Regions from separate parts of the Oryza sativa genome. Here region 2 is linked to region 1. The links are chromatin contacts, called in public HiCAR-type maps. All regions are on one chromosome and are shown on one strand. The core of a region is the stretch at or near the end of the contact, and the rest is flanking DNA. Distances in the headings are between cores, read along the strand shown.

The links. HiCAR-type assays count read pairs that join an accessible place to other places.
Region 2: a HiCAR-type map of leaf shows a contact between it and region 1, with 3 times the contacts expected there. The contact joins two enhancer-like sites. A contact is called at or near these places in 7 of 15 Hi-C or Micro-C datasets (leaf, leaf mesophyll, panicle and 1 more) and 1 of 4 datasets of contacts at active chromatin or transcription factors (leaf).

The regions. Positions count from the first base shown.
Region 1 is chr12:23,482,418-23,487,416 of ASM3414082v1, forward strand. No RefSeq gene overlaps it. Among protein-coding and RNA genes, the nearest start is that of LOC112937476, 29 kb to the right of the region's middle. Within about 2 kb of position 1,949, at least 9 of the 15 cell types and tissues checked have open chromatin away from gene starts, as enhancers often do. A contact at or near this core is called in leaf, panicle and seedling, where this site is marked.
Region 2 is chr12:23,624,803-23,629,908 of ASM3414082v1, forward strand. LOC4352510 (small COPII coat GTPase SAR1A) reads right to left here. Exons shown (of 3, transcript XM_015762712.3): 3 at 3,402-3,967. The coding sequence ends at 3,647. It also overlaps a transcript of LOC4352509 not described here. Among protein-coding and RNA genes, the nearest start is that of LOC4352510, 5.3 kb to the right of the region's middle. Within about 2 kb of position 1,564, at least 14 of the 15 cell types and tissues checked have open chromatin away from gene starts, as enhancers often do. A contact at or near this core is called in leaf, panicle and seedling, where this site is marked.

The DNA of each region.
Region 1 (4,999 bases), core at 699-3,198:
CATCGCCGCCAGCGATATCGCTGCATAGCCGCCCAAACATCCTCTCGCTTTGGATTAATCTCCATCTTACCGGGTGTGTCTGCTGCTCTTATTTTTGTCTCTTTGATGCACGGTGAGCCTGCTCTTCATCTAAAGTTCACTTTCGCTTTGCTGCATATTCAACAACTAAAGGGCCACGACGCGGCACCCTGCAGTAGCGAGGGTTAACGGGCCAGGATGTGGATCCGTATACGTGGATCACTTTATTCAACTTATAAATGGGTTGGCGGGATCCACTTACAGTACTCCTATATATCTGTTTGATAGAGTTTTAGGTTTAGCTTTATCTCTTTTAGAGTTCAGTAAAAAGTAGTTTCAGCTTCACTCCAAAATAGAAGTGGAGATGCATGGCTAGAGTGTTCTCGTAAATTGAGCTAGCATGGTGGCCCGCGTAGATTGCACGGCTAGCATCATTATATTTTCTCTCATATAATAGCATATATGTTTTCTCAATTTATTATTAAAATATATTAAAATGACAACACAATTTTAAATTTTGTACAGACTTTACTAAACTACCAATGTGTAACATTCATACTGTATTGTATATACATGATAGTTATTAATTATTTTTAATATCAAATTTTAGTTATTTTTAAATCGTATTCCTATATGGACTCTAGACTCGTCTTCCAATATTCTTATTTTTTTAATTTTAAATTTTAGTTATTTGTAAATTGTATTTGTATATAGACTCTAGACTCTTCTTCCAATATTATTTATTTTTAATTCTAAATTTTCATTATTTCTAATTAATTGTATTTCTATGTTAACTCTGAGCTTATCTTTTAATATTCTTTATTTTTTAATTTCGAATTTTCGTTATTTGTAAATTATATTTCCATATAGACTCTAGGTTATTCTTTCAATATTATTTATTTTTAATTCTAAATTTTCATTATTTCTAATTAGTTGTATTTCTATGTGAACTCTAAACTCATTTTTCAATATTCCTTATTTGTCGAACATGCATTTACCTAAAAGTTTCACCTTATATATAATTAAAGTGTCTACGAAAATTTCAACTTCTCAATATAGCTAGGCGATTTATTTAATTCTGCTTATTGTGAATAATATTGTTTCAATATGCTAAATTTACTTGAGACCATAAAACTTGTAGTTATGTGCCATACAAGCCCTGAAATTTGCAGATTATTTTAATTTTCTTAGAGAAAATAGCAGATTAAATTGGATTGAATAAGGTAGTTGGTGTGGCCTGATGATAACGACATGTACTAAGTATGGTCGATCGAAATCGAGTAAGCGAACGCGGTCTCGTTAATAATTTCCTGCGTTACAACTTACAAAGACATACCCTCTCATTTCTTGACTGGGCAGTCAACAAAAGAGAGATGCATCAATCTGAGCTTCATCGATCATATTCACTTCATTCATTCCGTCTGCTGATGCTTGATTACTCGATCTTGGCCATGCCCATGATGCGGCTGGCGGCGCGCACGGTGTTGTCGGGCGGCGAGCGGGGATCCACGCCGCCGGAGCCGGACATATAGTTCCGGACCTCGATAACTTGGAGCGGGGATCCACGCGACCTGGCGCCTCCCTGGCCGCGGCGGGACGGCAGGGCGCCGGCCGGCCGGGCGCGGGCGAGGCGAGTCGGTCTCCGGTCACGGCGGCGGCAAGCCTCCCAGATGGCTCGCGGCAACGGCCGGACGTGGGCGAGGCGAGCGCGGACGCCTCGCGCGGAGGTCGCCCGGTCACCTCCCCACTTGCGGCGGTCTCCGGTCACGGCGGCGGCGGCGAGCATCCCAGCTGGCTCGCGGCGGCGGGCGGCGAACCGGCGAAGCACACGGGATGGATGGATTGGGGACGCCGTCTCCCACCGGGATGGATGGATTGAGGATTATTTTGCATCTGCAGGTGGGCCCAAGCGTCATGTCCGTTGGATTTGTTTCCGATGGTCCAGATTTACCTAATATCACGTCGTGACTTACCTGTGCAATGTCACCCAAGCTGAGTCCCATACATGCGCATGAAAAGAAGCCACTTTCATGGTGGGACCCATACTAACAAGCTTTAGCCTTCTCTCTTTTCTGATCAACGATGCTCTTGTTGTATTGCATGCATAAAAAATATTTACTGAAAGAACTAACAATGAACTAGTACTGCTATATATCATGCTATAATTTGAACCTTATAAAATTTTAGTAAACATAATTTTGCTAACAAATGAGGTATATATTATTAATTAAACGACATAATGGTATATCAATCACTTTACTTTACACTATAAATCAACGCTATATTCCGGAAGAACTATTATGAGTTAGAACTTAGAACCACATAAAAATTGGGCTAATAACCTCATAAAATTGTTTAATTACTAACTTAAAATGCCTAATAGTATGTTTGTAGTAGTTGTTCAATTATTAGCAAATCACTTGATTAATTGCATATGGATAAACACAATCGCCAATTTGTCATCAGCACATGTTAAAGCTGTGAGCTGTGGCATTCGTGGTGGGATGACGACGTACACCATTAATTCTATAACGAACCTGGTTGGGAGTACTTCCGACAAAACTTGAATTCTATAAGTATATAAGTTCGTTGTTTTTGCTTTGTAGCTATAAGGTCACTGCCTACAAAGTGTCGAGAAAGTGATAGCGTTGGCTGCTGGATCGTCATCCTGTGATATAATGCAGGAGTCGCCCCGGCCCGCTCTACGAATTGAGCAGAAAGTTCATATATATAACTTAATTAGGAATAATTAAGGTTTTCTACAAACGAGTGCAAAGATAATTTATGATTTGATTGGTATACTTTGGCACTAAAAGTTGCAAGTACTGAAAGTAGATCCTTCACACACTTTACAGAATTGCTGCTAAAGTTTACTAGTATAGAATATATACCACATACGTAACAAACAAAAGCGTTACTGCTAACCAGTAACGTTCAAAGGGTAATGGAGTTGAATCATAGTATATAGAACGATCCGCGCATGTGTTAATCATGAGACTGCTATGGTGCTCTCTACTTGTAGTATTCTACTACAAGTAGAAGCAATCTGAGCCATTAATTTATAAGGGCAAATTAGTATTTTACTAATTTATGGTTAAGGGTAATTTTTAACTTTTACTTTTTTTTCTTAATAGTAGGATCAGTTCGTCTGTGTCACCGCTCCTTTCGTTCTCGCGTGCGCCCGACTCCGGCGGCAGTGCCCACTCCGGCATGTGCGAGCTCCTCCGTTGAACAGATAATACTACAAAGAACTACTGAACAAAGCTATATAGTCAAATCGAGGAGCAAGAGCAAATGTGCTGTTATAAACTCACCATGATTATCTTTAAAACCTATTTATTAGTTTCTCCACATGTTGTGTTTTCAGTTCTTAAAGAATTAAGCCATTAACATCGCTAAATTTGTCCAAGATGGTACCGAAGTATTTAAGTTCAGAGTGGTCATTTGCTCAGTTCAAAGCGATGCTCAAAACACCGTAATATTGATTGGCTTCGATGGCGTTGAAATCGTTGAATTGATCTGACTTCTTGTCGTGGTTCAGGGCTTCAGGCTCGCTAGTTATATGTCTCCTTCTCGGGCCTGGCGTGGAACGCATACTGATCTCTAGCATTTGAGCCGCTGGGCAAGGAGTAGCCTCCCGAGGCTGATCCCCCGCCGTAATCCCGCAACGATCTCATGGAAGCACGCCGCCGATCTGCTCATCGCATCTGCTCCGCCACACTCACCCTAAACCTAGCACGGCCCAACGATGCTCAAGTGTTTCTAACTGATATGCAAAATTACGAATTCAACCATCCCGTCCATATTTTTTGGACGATTATACCCTCTAACGTTTCTACTACCGCTATTTAAGATAGGAGTATAAATAGATCTGACCCATTAGATATAAAACGATCAACGGTTTAGATTAATTTATACTCCGAGTAGAAAGCACCGGAGTGGGACTCAATCATGACACGTTGAGATGTGCAACAACAGAGATACTATATATCTAACCTTTCTACTTTAGCCTCCTTGCCTTTATCTATCCGATTCATTGCTAGATGATATATACTTCCTCCGTTTAACGATGTAAGTTATTCTAGCATTTTCTATATTCATATTGATATGAATATAGAAAATACTAGAATGACTTACATCGTTAAACGGAGGAAGTATATATCATCGGGGTTGTCTCTTCTGATACAAGAATATAATTAATCTTGTAGATTATATTAATATTCTATAATTAATGAATTATCTATTTATACTACATACATCTCAATTACCAGTAGTAGAATTTACAAATGAACGGCTGAGATCACTTCTCTTTATTGGTATTTGTTTAATACTCAGTATATATTTAATTTAAATCTTGATGTCCGGGCACCATATGTACACAACCGTAAAGATACTCTTATCACTTCCTCTATTCCTTCCCTCGATTGTGCCTACAACCAGTTGATATCTTCAATGCCTATTAATTTTCTTTTCTTCCCTGAGAAGGCAAATAATCATCAACCATCAATTTCCATTTGGTCGTCAAGAAATTGCAGCGCATCGCAGGCCGGGAAACACGTATTAGCTAGCCACTACCAAGAGAGGGCCTACGCAATTTTTGCTACTATATATATATATATATATATATATATATATATATATATATATATATATATATATATATATATATATATATATATATATATATATATATATATATATATATATATATATATATATATATATATAATACTACCAGATGTACTGTCGAAAGGACAATATACATTTTAGTAGCAGAAACCGTCCATATATAGCAAGATTAAATTTGGCTATGATCAAGCTAGCTCAATGTAATTTGAGGCGTCCTATATATTTGATATATTGCATTTCATATATATTCGTTCAAAGATTTAATCAGTGCTATTTAAAGTGCCTGGCAGTATTTTCCCTAAAAAAGATTTAATTATCAATGCTGTTATTATTTGTTAAAAAGAACCAGATG
Region 2 (5,106 bases), core at 314-2,813, 140 kb after region 1:
CCCAACCGTCCCACCATCGCGCGGCGAAACATGCCGACGGAGGAGGAGCACGGGTGCGAGGGCATGCAACCGACATTCGTTGAGGATCCTGTCAGGGTTTTGCTGGACACGTTCCCGTCGCAGTACCAGACTACCCTCATCTTGCCAGCGCTCAACCTGTTGTCGTCGCACTCGCCAAGCGAGGAGTACATGGGCACGCACACGGAGGCGGCGTGGATGGCAAACAGGGAGGTGAGGGCGGCGTTCGGGAGGTTCAACGAGAGGATGATGAGGATCGCGGAGACGATCGACCGCCGGAACAGGGATCCGGAGCGGAGGAACCGGTGGGGCCCTGGTGTGGTGCCATATGTGCTGCTAAAGCCGTGCTATGGTGACCCCAAGGACATGTCGTCGGTGATGGAGATGGGCATCCCCAACAGCATCTCCATTTGAGCTACATGTATGTGCCTATGAGCCATGCATGTACGTGTAGGGGTGGTAATAGTCAAGGCGCATGGGTTGTTTTACAATTCTACCTAGTTCTTAAAAATATTTTTTTAGTTCAAAATGAATAAAAGTTCAACCCACCCGGCCTATTTACACCCAGCTCTTAAATTTTATAGTCTAAAAAGTTGGGTCCTTTACCATCCCTACGTATGTATCTGGTGTGCTCTCATACTACAATCATGAAATGAAATAACCCGGCATCAACCTGTTGCTAGCTCTTTCCTGTAAATACATCAATTCCGGCTTTTATGTTGTGTGCAATCACCAAATTATACGTTGATCCCTTCATCCTAAAATATGACAACATCGCGATTAAAATTTGTCCAAGAATATAACCTCTCTAGTACCTACTCCCTCATCTCATCAATCAAAACAATCTCTCATTTAATTTCTTTCACATACTTTCTCATCTCAAGCTATCACAATCATTCCTCATTCAATTCCATCTTATTTCCTAATTAATCCCCATGAAAAACTTGAAAAATCATTATATTTTGGAATGGAACGGAAGGATCGGTAGATAATTATAGGGTAATGCTACGTGACAGTATCCTTTCGGACAGGGTGATACCTTATATGTATCGCCTAATACCTAGTAGGTATACCTCGAAGGTATCATCTCATCTGAATGGGGTATCAGCCGATACTTAACAGGTATTAGACGATACCTCTGAGGTATCATCCCGTCCGAACGGCATAGCATTTCCCTAATTATATACGTCAAAGAAAAGAGTAAAATATTTTTTTCCTTTTATGTCTTTTTTTTTATCATGGTGCATTTTTTATTATTCGACTATGAATGCAGTTAGTCCTGTTAAAACCAAGTTCAGTCCCAAAAAGGCCGACCAGGGCCTGGCATGACATATACACCAGGATCGGGCCTCTATTTCGTGACCTGAAAATGGCCGAGGAAAACGACCGAGTAAAGCTAGGCCCGGCCCAAAAAGTTCCAGGTTCAAAACAAGGCTTGGGCCCTTTTTTGGCAAAATCACATAAATTTTTGTAACCATGCAATTTGCTATGTGATTCATTCTCGTCTTTATCTCTGGCAAACTCCATGGGCCTCCGAGTGGTTAGGTTTCAAGGTTAGACAAGGGGGCATCGGTGTGGGGAAGGTAGAAAGTATTCCCCAGCTTAAAAGGGATGGCTATAGCAGCGGTGGGATCCGAATCAGATGCAGTAGTAGTATGGACTGCAACTTAAGCAGTTGTAACAGCTACATTGGATCTAAATCTAACGGTAAGGATTAGATTGGTTACTGTAGCAAAGTACTATGCCATAAAGTACTATTCATGGGTACTGTAGGACGAACACTGTAGCAACCATTGATCCCAAAAATGAATGGCTGAAAATGCATGCGGTCGTAAGGTGCAGCCGCAGTTATGACTGCACCTAATCTCAATCCGTTGCCATGACCACTAGCCCACCTCCGCGGATTGAGATCAGGTGCAGTCGTAACTACAACTGCACCTTACGACCGTGGCAACAAGCGGTGATGGCACCACCTTAGCCATGAGAGAGGAGAGCGGTAGGTCAGTGTTGACGGTGGAAAGGCTCCTTATTGAAGTGGTTAGAGGCCGTGAATCCTAGAGGTGGGAGTTACCGAAAACTAAGCAGTATGAGTAATCGAAGCAATATAGTAGAAGAAAGTTTTTTTTTAGAAAATATATACTTGGAGAAGTATTTTGAAAATATGAGCATGAGCTTTCATCATGTGTTTCAAGGGGACAAGAATGGGTTAATTTGATCAGTACCACTGCAACTTTACAGATTTAGAAAAATATCATTACTATTATTCACGGTATCAGCTGGGTGCCATTGAAATTTTGCCAAATTAGAACTGCGCCATCGCCGTCACGTTTTCCATCACTTCCATCTTCTTTCTTCTTCTACCCGTCAAGGGGTCGGCTACAAGGAGGCTGGCCGGTGACCTCCAGCAAAGCAAACAAGGCTAGCGACATCAAAGCCCAGGAAATAGGAGAGGTCGACGACAGAGAGGGACGACATGGTGAGGGCAGCATCGGGATGGCGGAGCAGCAAGCCATGAGGGCCGCAGCCAGCGCCTGTGAAGGACATGGAGGCGGAGCAGCAAGCGACGCCGGCGGCGGCCACCATCACCTCCCCGTCCGCTTCTCCCTCCACAGATGAGGAGGTGGAGATGGTGGCAACACCTGGATTTGGCCTCCCCAAAGCTCGCACGAGGAGGAGTTGAAGATGGTGGCGGCGCTAGCCAGGGAGCACGCGCGCCTAGATCCAGCCTCCTCGTAACTCACGCGAGGAGGTGATTAGGTGAAGTGGCGGCAGGAGCATGCTGGGGTGGTAGGGGCAGCAGCAAGCGTGGTGGCATTTCACCGAGGAGCAGTAAGCACGGCCGACCAACGGGGAGGAGAATAAGACAAGGAAGGAAGAGAGGAGAAGAAAAGAAGATAAAAAACGTGACAGCGATGGTACAGTTTTAATTTTGTAAAATTTCAATGGCACCCAGCTAATATCGTGAATAGTACTGATATTTTTCTAAATCGGCATATTTGCAACTGGCAATGGCATGGATCAAATTAACCTAAAAAGAAAAGGTATACTTGGAAAAAGAACCAATATCCATGTCTCAGAGCCAGGGTTTCCCAAACCGCCGGGGCCGGGGTTACCACGCCCCGGCGGTAAGCACGGTTACCGCGCGGTAACCGCGACAAAACCGTGCAAAATTTATCAAAAATTCAAATTATTTTTTAAATTTATTTGAATTTAAGGAGGTTACCGCGGTATTTATATTACCGTACCCCCGCGGTAAGCCCGGTAACCACGGTAACCGCGCGGTTACCGGCGGTAAGTCGAACTCTGCTCGGAGCTCCCCACCACCGCCAATTTTGCTCCAATTTCAGGATGATTCCTCTGACGAGGATATATCAAATCAATGCTTTTAAAAAGATGTTTCTATATCTTTAAAAGTCACACTTTTTAATTAACTGAAGAAAAATCTAGCACAAATCCCAGTCTTTCGCTGCTTCCACCACATATGTACCGGAAGAACCATGAACCACCATGACCAGATTGCTAGCTATAGCTCTAGCTCCCTCCTAAAATCATCTCTGTGGTAAGGTGAAACAGGAGTATGAACTATGAAGACTACCTCAACATTTTTCCAGCAAAAACTAACAACACCCTACTTGATGTACTGTGACACCCACTTGAACCCATCCCCATAGCCCATCTTGCGGACGATGCTGCACATGAACACCTCCAGGGGGCGAACGTTGGACTCGCCGAGGCTCACCCTGCCCTTGCCGGTGGTGAAGTTGCTCAGCCCCATGTGGTAGCGGAGCTCCTCCTCCGACGCGGCGTAGGGGATGTCGATCTTGTTGCCCAGGATCAGGAAGGGGACGGTGGCCAGGGAGTCGTCCGAGAGGAGGGCGTCGAGCTCCTTCTTCGACTCGGAGAACCTCTCCTTGTCGTAGGCATCCACGAGGTAGACCACCGCGTCGACCTGATCATAGGAAGGTTGGAAGATGAATTAGAAGGATGTAGAAGGCAGGATAGTTACTGGTGCACCAGCATACATGATCGCGATACATCAAGTAGTAATAACAAAGGCATAAGCAAAGAAATAGATCAACTAGAAAACATTTGAAGATCCCCGCAGGAAAAAAAAAACTAGAAAACATTTGAAGATATCTCCAAGTCTCCAACCAATTTCATTTTCTATGAGACTTATAGAACTGAATTGAAGTCTATATGAACCAAGCGAAGTACCAAACCTACCAATTCTTGTTACTATAGCAGAACTATTATACTCCATGTATGACAACAAAGGTAATACTACTTACTATATCTGAAATTCACGAATCTGGATAGGGACATAATTGGTACTCCCTCCGTCCCATAAAAAACCAATTTTTGGCTACGAATCTGGACGTAGCCAGAAGTTGATCTTTTATGGGATGGAGGGAGTAAGTAGTAAGTACTTTCACTTAACAGCTGTTTCAAACCAACAGTAACATCTTATGCCCTGTTCAGATAAAAAACATACGTAGTATTTCTTACTCAATGTATTCCTAACTGTGACCTTCATAACAAAGTTTTCTACCATGAGTATGACCGTTGAGCTGATATGATGTGTATGAAATTATTTGAAGTTTTTAATATGAACACTCTGTAACTCTCCATCTTGGAACCTAATTATTCCTTCAGAGTTCAGCCCCTTTGCTAGCACAAGTGAAAAAAAAAAGAAAAAAAAAAACTAAACTTTACCCTCTTACACCAAACTCGTAAGTCCTAACACTTCCTGGCCTAGGAACATTAATCCCTGAGACTAAATATTTTCACCAAAATGATCCTACTGCAACATTCTAGTACAAATGCCTTCTACATCATAGTCTCTTGATACAGCATATTATTCTAACCTTCTATCATATATGAATGAGGAATATCGACCACTTGACCCCCTAAGCCAAAGCCACTATCTCATAGAACAGTAGTACAGCATCATGCTGTTTGGGGATAAAAAGAATATATGATGGATGGAGTAAAATGCTAGCCACAAGCCGATGTACCAGAAAACAGAAGAACGCTAGCATGCAAAACATGATGGTGGACAGACAACTACCAAAGCATATGTTTGCCATT